Linked DNA regions of Mus musculus: region 1 is linked to region 2. The links are chromatin contacts, called in public HiChIP or PLAC-seq maps. All regions are on one chromosome and are shown on one strand. The core of a region is the stretch at or near the end of the contact, and the rest is flanking DNA. Distances in the headings are between cores, read along the strand shown.

The links. HiChIP or PLAC-seq counts read pairs in DNA pulled down with a chosen protein or histone mark.
Region 1: an H3K27ac HiChIP or PLAC-seq map of extraembryonic endoderm stem cells shows a contact between it and region 2. The contact joins two enhancer-like sites. A contact is called at or near these places in 1 of 484 Hi-C or Micro-C datasets (bone marrow-derived macrophages), 4 of 115 datasets of contacts at active chromatin or transcription factors (T-cell acute lymphoblastic leukemia, embryonic stem cells and extraembryonic endoderm stem cells) and 2 of 9 other capture datasets (adipose tissue and liver).

The regions. Positions count from the first base shown.
Region 1 is chr14:30,423,986-30,428,694 of GRCm38.p6, forward strand. It overlaps a transcript of Cacna1d not described here. Among named protein-coding and RNA genes, the nearest start is that of 4831407H17Rik, 32 kb to the right of the region's middle. Within about 2 kb of position 2,211, at least 10 of the 459 cell types and tissues checked have an H3K27ac peak or open chromatin away from gene starts, as enhancers often do. A contact at or near this core is called in extraembryonic endoderm stem cells, where this site is marked.
Region 2 is chr14:30,101,993-30,106,492 of GRCm38.p6, forward strand. Cacna1d (calcium channel, voltage-dependent, L type, alpha 1D subunit) reads right to left here. Exons shown (of 47, transcript NM_001083616.2): 22 at 3,497-3,603; 23 at 1,672-1,759; 24 at 353-460; 25 at 219-271. Among named protein-coding and RNA genes, the nearest start is that of Gm52106, 31 kb to the left of the region's middle. Within about 2 kb of position 2,464, at least 33 of the 459 cell types and tissues checked have an H3K27ac peak or open chromatin away from gene starts, as enhancers often do. A contact at or near this core is called in extraembryonic endoderm stem cells, where this site is marked.

The DNA of each region.
Region 1 (4,709 bases), core at 961-3,460, 320 kb after region 2:
ACCTTGTGACATCCCAGCTTCCATCTCCTGCACCGAGAACGAGAACCGCGCTGCTTTATCACTTGTACGTGCCCCATCACATGTCAAACACAGCTCTCCAAGCCTTCTACCCTAGAACTCAGGTTGCAGAGGCAGGAGGATCTATGCAGAGACCAGGCCAGCTAACCTGGGCTATATAGCGAGTGTTTGTTTTGTTTCAAAAATCACAAAAAAATAAAGCAGATGACTAAGAAAAAAAAAAGTAGTAGTTCTTTGGAGTGATTCCAATTTCTTTTTGTCAAGATATCAGTGGTCCAGTTCAGTAGTGTCAGGATACTAACAATCTACTTCAAAGGTGTCACCAAACAGGAAATAGCAAGGCAGAACGATCCAGCAGAAACCGCCAAGCCTCCGTCAAATAGGCACATGTCAGTGAGAGAGACCAGGACCAGCAAGAAGGAGTTCTTTGTCATGACTCTCTCAACAAAGTGAAGATCCTCGAAGATCTGGAGATCAGCCAAGAGCTGCACAGCTCCCTCTGCAGGTGTCCCTTCACTGTTGATTGAGTCCTGCTTACACTCCCTCCAAACATCACCTGAGTCTGCATTACATGACACAGCCAGAAATTCCCACTTCAACAAGCCTTATGTGGTTACATGTTACATGTTGCAGTGGCCAGAAACTGCATTACAGCCACATTCAGAATTAGCCTTGAAGGAAGACAGAGCAAGGAAAAAGTCTTTGTAGCAGCTCACTGGGTCTTGCACCTTGTGAAAAAGCAAAAGTAACCTTGAAATGAAACCATTTAAAGGTTTCTGAGCCATGGCCAATAGCCTGACTATTACTCAAGAGTCCGGAAAAAGGCAGTGGCATTTCCTGGCTGGCCTTCCCTTGCCTCAGCAAGTCGGTGACTGTCATCAGCTAGAGGGGTACAATTGTCAAGGGCTCAGATCCCTCAAAATGAAAACCTGAGCCACACAACCAATAAGTGACCAAGGTAGTGGTTGAGGGCGAAAGGAGCTTAGAATGGACAGTGGAGACGGGAAGACATGGGCACCATCTGTGACCCTGACCAAGACACAGAAAGAAGCCCAGTAGTTTGTCCCACTAAGCTGTTTTAATTTTCCCCCTAGAAAGAGAGACTTGGGAGAACTGGGAACAAACATTCCCCAAGAGAGGTGTACAAGAGAGGTGAATTTCTAGCAAGGGGTGGACACTGGCAGCCATATAAATGGATGGCTCATATCTCCTGCTATCGAATATGCAACTGCCCAACAGCCCCACCCAGTGATTAGGTCTTGGGATATCAAGGCAGGCTCATTTGGGTAAGACACAGAACTTCTAGGAAATGAGAGTGAGCAGAGCTCTGTCCCGTGGCCTGGATGAGCCTTTTTTGGAAGAGTACTGCACGCTAGGACTCTTTGTTCCTGGTCCTGCTTCCTTCCTTTCCTCCTCCCACACACGTCACCTGCATCACAGTCTGTGCCTCTGGTTCCCTCTCCCCAAGGAATCTTTTTCCTGTCTAATCCCATCTTGGGAATCTGCTTCCTGGTAGACTCCAAATAGCACAGGCTGCCTTGTGGTTGTGGAGACTCGCTAGGTGAACGAGACACTTTTGTGGCTGGAGAGAATTTTTATCATTACCCACTCTGCCCAAAATAGGTGTCATTATTACCTCCTGCCAGGAGTTGAGTGATTGAGTGGAGTGCACCAGCTCCCGTCTGAAGCACTAGAGATGATGAATGGGCTAAATCTGAGAGCTGTGTTATCAGTTCTCTTTATCCACTCAATTGCCACGGGGTAGACAGCATGAATACCTGCACAATTCCTAGCACACATCACCAGCAGTGCTGGGACTTGGAGAGCTCTTCTGGGTTTCTCCGGAATTAGCCGACTTGAATAAAACATTGGTGGTTTGGGACCTAACCAGAAAAACTAGGCAAGCCCCCTTGTTACAGTAGGGAGGCTCCAAGCTGCAAGTCAGTAAGGCCAGTAAGTGGCAGACCACTCATCTTAACTCCCTACCCAGTGAGGCAAGCGTTGCTCCCAGAGCCACACTAGGCAGCTTATTTTTAATAGCCTCACATATTGCATTCCTGAGACCCTCTGGTCACAGCTGGAGGCTTCTCTGACATACCCTGGAGCGTGAATGAGTGATGGAAAGCAAATAAGCTGTTTCTCTCGGGGACTGAAGACTCTGAAATGGTTAAGTGGGAACTCCATCACCTGCCACTTATTAACAGATTCCTCCAGAATCCTGGAAGCAGTGATAGGTGGCTGAAGCTTTTCAATCGGGGGTGGGGGTGGGGTCGTTTTCAAACATCTAATGACTAATGAGAGCGTCAAAAGTAACAGACAGCAGACAGGGATTGTCACTCCACTGTCTAGAGAAAGAGACTCTAGCGGAGCATGTGCAATCCGGTCCCATGTTTCTAATTTGCTTGCCTGTTCACCTAAACCTCAAAAGCATTGTCTCTAGGCTTATTGTGTACTCTTTAGTATTCACACAATCACATCTGACTGGGAATGTAGCTAGTGCTAGTGTGGGCAAGGCCCTGGCTTTCATCCCCGGCACTACAAATGATAACATCTATTTTTGCTTGCGTGTGGACACCTATTCGGAGTACGCCCATGTGCGTGGAGACCCACGGCTGACATTACCAGGCTTCCTCAGCTGTTCTCCATTCCATTCACTTCACTCCCTCCCTTGAACCCAGAGCTCACTCATCTAACTCGTCTAACTAGCCAACTTGCACCAGGAATCCTGTCTTGTCTTCTGAGTGCTGGAACTGCAGGCAGGCCAGAAGGCCCACCCTACATTTACATAGGGCCTATGTATCTGAACCTGGGCCCTCACGATTGCGTGGCAAGTATTTATCAACGGAACCTGCTCACATCTATCTTATCAACCGAAGCGGAGACGTCAGTGGGTATCGGGTTGAGATGCTCCACCTGATCTCCCTTTCAAAAACAATCTCCTCTGGCAGCAGAGGTCACCCAGGTTAAAGACAGTGGCACTGACAAGGTTATAGCATCTTACTTACTTACTTACACAGTGTACACTCTGTAACCCTCTTTCTCCAACTTGCGACAATCACCAGGTGTGGTCCCGTCACAGATTCTGAACTCCCCACTGGGCCAACTGCGACTTCCATGGTGACTACACTGAAGCTCAGCTTGTTCCCCCACCCCCACCCCCACTCCCAGCTTCCATGGGCTTTTAGCCCCATGGCAATGTATATACTACCTACCTGCAATCTTCAGCTGGTGCCAGCAGTCTTAGAACAGCAGCCTGAGGTTAGCGTGTTGTACCTAGCTAGCCCAGCTGGCGGTGAAGAACCCACAGCTATGTAGGTAATGCAAAGTAACTCAGGAAAACTGAATTGAATACAACAGTGAGAAATAAGGCACTGGCTGCCGTGATAGGCCGAGCAGTAAGAGAAATAAGGACAACACAGTAACAATAAGAACAATGAAATCAGTGGCTATCACTAAACACAGTTGCTCCTGTGGAAAAGATAATAGAAAGCTGAGTGTTCTTAACAACAAATAAAAGCAAGGCTGAACAGCCTCTCCCAAAGCACGTGAAGAGGCGAGCTGGGCTGGCCAGGTGGCTCAGTGAGTACAGATTACACACAGGCCTGACGACTTGAATTTGACCCCAAGATCCCACCAGGTAGCAGGAGAACATGGGCTCCAGGAATTGCCCTCTGACTGGCACGCATGTCACACTCACGCACACATACACTAAATAAATATTCTTTAAAAAAAAAAAGTCCAGAGAGTAAAACCTGGTTCTTAAAAAGAGCAGTTGAATCCCAAATATTGGAGCCATGGTAGGCCTCGCAGTTAGAGTTTCTTCCTAATGTTGTTGTGAAACACCAAGACCAGAAGGAGGTTAGGGAGGGAAGGGTTTATTTTACCTACATTTTCAGATAATGGTTCACCATTGAAAACTGCTAGGATAGGAACTGAAGCAGAGACAGAACCTGGAAGCAGGAGCTGATACAGGACCTTGGAGGGATGTCTGCCGCTTACTGGCTTACTTCTCATGGCTTGCTCAGCCTGCTTTCCTATAGAACCCAGAACCACCAGCCTAGGGATGTGGTACCACCCACAATGGGCTGAGCCTTCCCACATCAATCACTAAGACAACGCCCTAGAGGTTTGCCTACAGCCAGATCTTTTTAACATAGTCTATTTATTTAATTATTTATTTTCTGTGTGTGAGTACACTGCTACTCTCTTCACACACACCAGAAGAAGGAATCAGATCTCATTACAGATGGTTGTGAGCCACCACCATGTGGTTGCTGGGAATTGAACTCAGGACCTCTGGAAGAACAGTCAGTGTTCTTAACTGCTGAGCCATCTCCTCAGCCCTACAGCCAGATCTTACAGAGTCTATTTCTCAGCTGAGATTCCCTCTTCTCAGATGACTTTAGCTAATTTCAAGATGGCATAAAACTAGGCAAAACGGTAGGTTTCCTATGCCAAGACCAAACTCAGGTGGGCAAGAATGGGGCCATGACATACAGGAGATGTGAGTGCTTAAAAATGCTGACGCAGCTACTGCTCCCCACATAACAGAGCTAGTTTCTTCCAGGAAACCATATATGTGTATACACACACACACACACACACACACACACACACCTCAACATGCCCTCTCATCCTCCCCCGTGGCTGCCATGTTAAGTCATAGCATAATCCAGCTATAGCCCAGTCGC
Region 2 (4,500 bases), core at 1,214-3,713:
ACCTTGAGAGAGGCCCTGACTAAACAATGACTGACCACACTGAATAGACGTGATTTTTACTTTACTTGAGTTTTGCCTAGACTTGAAAATATAAACAAATGACAGAAGACCAAGCGCCATCCTTCCAGGCCTGAGCTCAGGGGATAGGCCTTGACAGAAACCTCTGAAATGCTAAGCTGACTGGATCCAATTCCCTAGGCTGCTCTTGGGAAACCCACCTGCACTCCTCAGGGTTACTTTTGGCTTCATCTGTGCAACGGTAGAACTTCCCCTAGATACCAAGCAGACAGAACGTCAATACAGGCTCTCCTTACGGAACCCAACTCCCGCCCTGGGCGAGACACACACCTACCTTGAACAGCTGGACCCCAATGCATGCAAACATGAACTGGAGCAGGGTCGTGACGATCATGATGTTGCCAATGGTTCGGATGGCCACAAAGACACACTGGACCACGTGCTGGGGAAGGAACACACACAGAGGATGGGGGGCTGCTATTCTCTCCCCTGGTTTTAGCCGTGAGGTGAGTTAACACCAGGCCAGGGCCTCTACGTCAAGACGCACTTTGAGCTGAATTTCTAACTGTCCTAACCTCATGCTCTGTTTTCCTGGTAATCCACGGTGCGAGAATTGTGGTCAATTGGACGTGCACGTTTTTATCAATCTTGTATTGCACCTATCCACTCCATGTGTGTGCACTGTGCACGGGTGAGTGTGGAACCAGAGGACATCCAGAAGCTGCTGCTCTCTTCCACACGAGGTCCATGGACTGGACTCAGGTCGTGAGGCTTAGTGGCAAGCGCCTTAACCTGCTGAGCCCCCAAAACACCTTTCTTGGGCTTCCTCCAAAGAAGTTGGTTTAGTTGAAAGAAACCCCTCCTGCTCATAGGCTCCCCATCCCAGAAAGACTTTACAGAAATGTAAACCTTCCAGCCTGGTGTGTACTCCACATGAGAACATTTACAACTTAAACACAAGAAAAAGTATTGAGAAAGAAGTACCCAATAATTACTGTAATTATAAAAACTAATATCTCCAATTAACAAAAAAAAAGTAATTTCTGGTGTGTGTGTGTGTGTATGTGTGTGTGTGTGTGTGTGTGTGTGTGTGTGTGTGTTGTGTGTGTGTGTGTGTGTGTGTGTGTGTGGTGTGTGTGTGGTGTGTGTGTGTGTGTGTGTAGCAGTACATGTTATGTGGGTACATGCTCCCACAAACACACCTGTTCTTTGAGGAAAGCAGAAGAGGATATTGCATGTCCTCCTATATCAGTCTTGACTTTAGACTCTTAAGATGGAGGCTCTCACGGAACCCAGAGCAAGAACAGCCACCAGGAAGCACCTTCCTGTCTCAGGCACCTCACACATAGTGCTGGGTTTTCCAGTGTGTGAGAACACGCATGGCTTTTTACACAGGCTCTGGGAGCTGACTCAGCTCCGAACAAATGCTCGTGCTCGCGCTAAGGCTCAGCAAGTGTTCTTACCTACTGAGTCTTTTGTCTTTCATCTTTAGAATGATGGTATGTGGCAGAAGCAGCCTTTTTGGTTTTTCTTTTGGTGGAATTGTTCCACTCTGAAACCCAGCAGGCCTCAGTTCACCTCCAGACAAGAACAGTTAGTAACTGCAGCCATCCCCAACCCAAGACAGCCCCACTCAACAGAGAGGGTCAATACCTTAAGTCCCTTTGCTCTGTTGATTGCTCTGAGAGGCCGCAAGACCCTCAAAACCCTCAGAATCTTCACAACGGAGATGGCGCTGGACCTAAGGAGGGACAAAGCAAGCAAGCGGCTGAGTTACAGCTGGTTAGGAGCCCGGAGAGCAGTTGCTTAATGTGATCATCTCTTAAAGACACTTCACAACTGTGTGGAGTCTCTCTACTCCTTTATGCCATAAAGCGGGCCTCCTGCCTCCTGTGGGACCTGACAGAGCCCCTATTTTAGGCTTACAGTTGCCTTTTTGGAGAAATTTTCAAACTTTGTTATGTTCATGTAAACACTAGGTTCCTGACTTCTAGATTTTCGTGTTTAAGTCTGGGGAACCGTGCTTTGGTACCAGAGCTTTTCTGGCCTTCAAGTAGCTACATCCGGTAGGAGGGGTGAGCACGCACACCTGGGGGTGGGGGTGGGGAATTGCAGTATGCTCCTCCAAGGTGGGGAAGATATGGTGTGACCACAGGGGCAGATGAGAAGGCCTCTCAGGGAGGTGGTGCCAAGTGAGTCCCAAGGGAGCAGAGAGTTAGCTGACAGAGGGGGGCAGCAGCAGTGCATACTGAGGCAGCTGAGCCTCAGCACCCCAGATGTAGGGGTGTGGCTGGAGCACAGGCCTTGGGGATGGGGGAGTGTGCAAAGAAGAGAAGCCAGAAAGAGTGTGGACAGCTCAGAGCCGTGAAGAGACTAGTCTGGAGTTTCTACCGGGAAATGAGCTCAGAGCTTAGGTTCCCAGGCATCGGCCAGAGGGACAATGTCAGGCTGGACTCTGACTGGGTAAACAGAAGGACTGGCATCAGATAAACAAAACCCTAAACTTAGCACTCCTCAGGAGCGGGCTTTAGTCAGTCAGGAAAAGCTGCTACTTCCTTTATCTGTCCCCATGGTCAACAGACAATGGGCATGTAGCTGCTGACTTACCTGACCAGCCTATAACAGAACAAAGCCCCTTGCTAACTCTCAGGCTGTCCTTGCCCGAACCCACCCTCCTATCACTACCTGTCCCCACAAAGCTGACAAGGCTTTTCCTGCAGCCCGATGTTCTCTGCCCCTCGGCCTGACCCCCTGACCACCTCAGATACAGCCTAGGAGTTTGATTCCCAAATAAACTGTCTTTCTTCCCACAGAGTGGCCTAGTTCTGTGGTTTCCCAGTGCCTGGCTTACATTTCTCTTCAGGTTCCTAGAGCTAAGGGGCTGTGTACACGTGTGCACACATGGGACAGCTCGGGAGCACAGAAGCTCACAGGCCAGCAGAAAGTGAAATGAGGCCACAGAAGACACAAACTCGGGTGACTGCCCCGGGTACTGCACAGGGTAAAAAGGCAGTGTTCAGCTTCACCAGAGACTCTTAAGTGTCCCCAAGGTCACCGCAGCTGTCTATCCTGCAAGCACAGGGAGAGGAAGGGATCCCAAGAGACCACCAAGGCCAAGCTTTGCCTGCAGTGAAGGAAAACTGCCACCCTGAGAAAGGATGCTCGAAGTCTTGGACCAGGCCTGAGAAGAACCCTATTTGTCCTCTACTAGTCAAACTGTCTTTCTTTCATCTGCTGTTGAAAGCTAATTCTGAAGAGAATCATAAACTCAACCTAGCAGTAGGCATAAGGAAAAAGAAAAAAAAAAAAAGAAAACAGAAAAGGAAAACAGAAATAGGAAAATACAAATGGCCCCAGCTCTTTCTGGCCCAGGGCAAATTAAGCCGTTCTGGCTGTAATCAGCAGACAGTGCCCAGCCTGAGCAAATTAGGTCTAAGTTCCCTATGTAAACTCACTCTACGGACACATAAATACTTACTGAATCCCAAAGGACACCAGCGACACCCCAACAACCAGCATGTCCAGCAAATTGAAGTAGTTCCTGCAGAAAGCCCCTTTGTGCAAGAAGGCTCCAAAAGTTGTCATCTGTAAACAGAATCGCGTGGCGTTTATTCTCTCTCCTCCCCTCCAGGGTTCAAAACCAACCGAGCAAAAACCTGGGCTCTTCCCAAACTCTTGGCAGAAGTATGACCTCATTAATGGCTGCACACAAGGAAGACAGATGCACACCAGCAGGGCTGAGTGACTGTGTAACTTCCTTCAGCAGAGATGGAAAGAGGCAGCCAAGTGTAGGCACATTTGTAAAGAGACCAATTCAGAGTTTATTCAAATAGGAACAGAACTCTGGCACGTCCAAAAAGCCTGTGTAGGGAGGGACTGCTCCTGACTATGTTTGTGGGAAGGCCTTCACTGCTTCACACCCGAGCTTACCTATACAGTGCTGGTCTGACGGCTCTAAGGCCACAGAGCACAAACGAGTTTCATTGAACCTTCTCGGTGGGAGCCAGAACTCCTGATGTACTTTCCAGCCTTAGTGGCTTTCACACTCCCAGCTCTGGTTACTCTCTAAGCATTGGCTACAGCAAGCAGGCTGTTGGGTGACATTACGGCCAAGCTAGTCTTGGTCCCACTGAACACCTTGTTTAGCAACAACACACATAGTGAGGTTTCTACTGATGATAGGAAGAGCTCAACAAGGAAGTTCTCTGGTGGGAAAAATACAGTGGGCTGGGCGTGGTGGCACACGCCTTTAATCCCAGCACTCGGGAGGCAGAGGCAGGTGGATTTCTGAGTTCGAGGCCAGCCTGGTCTACAAAGTGAGTTCCAGGACAGCCAGAGCTATACAGAGAAACCCTGTCTTGAAAAGCCATAAAAAAACAAAACAAAAAAACAAAACAAAACAAAACAAAAAAAACCAAAACAGTGGTAAATAGCCCAGGCTTTTATTTGCCAAAGCCCAGAGTGAGTAACAGTTCAAACAGG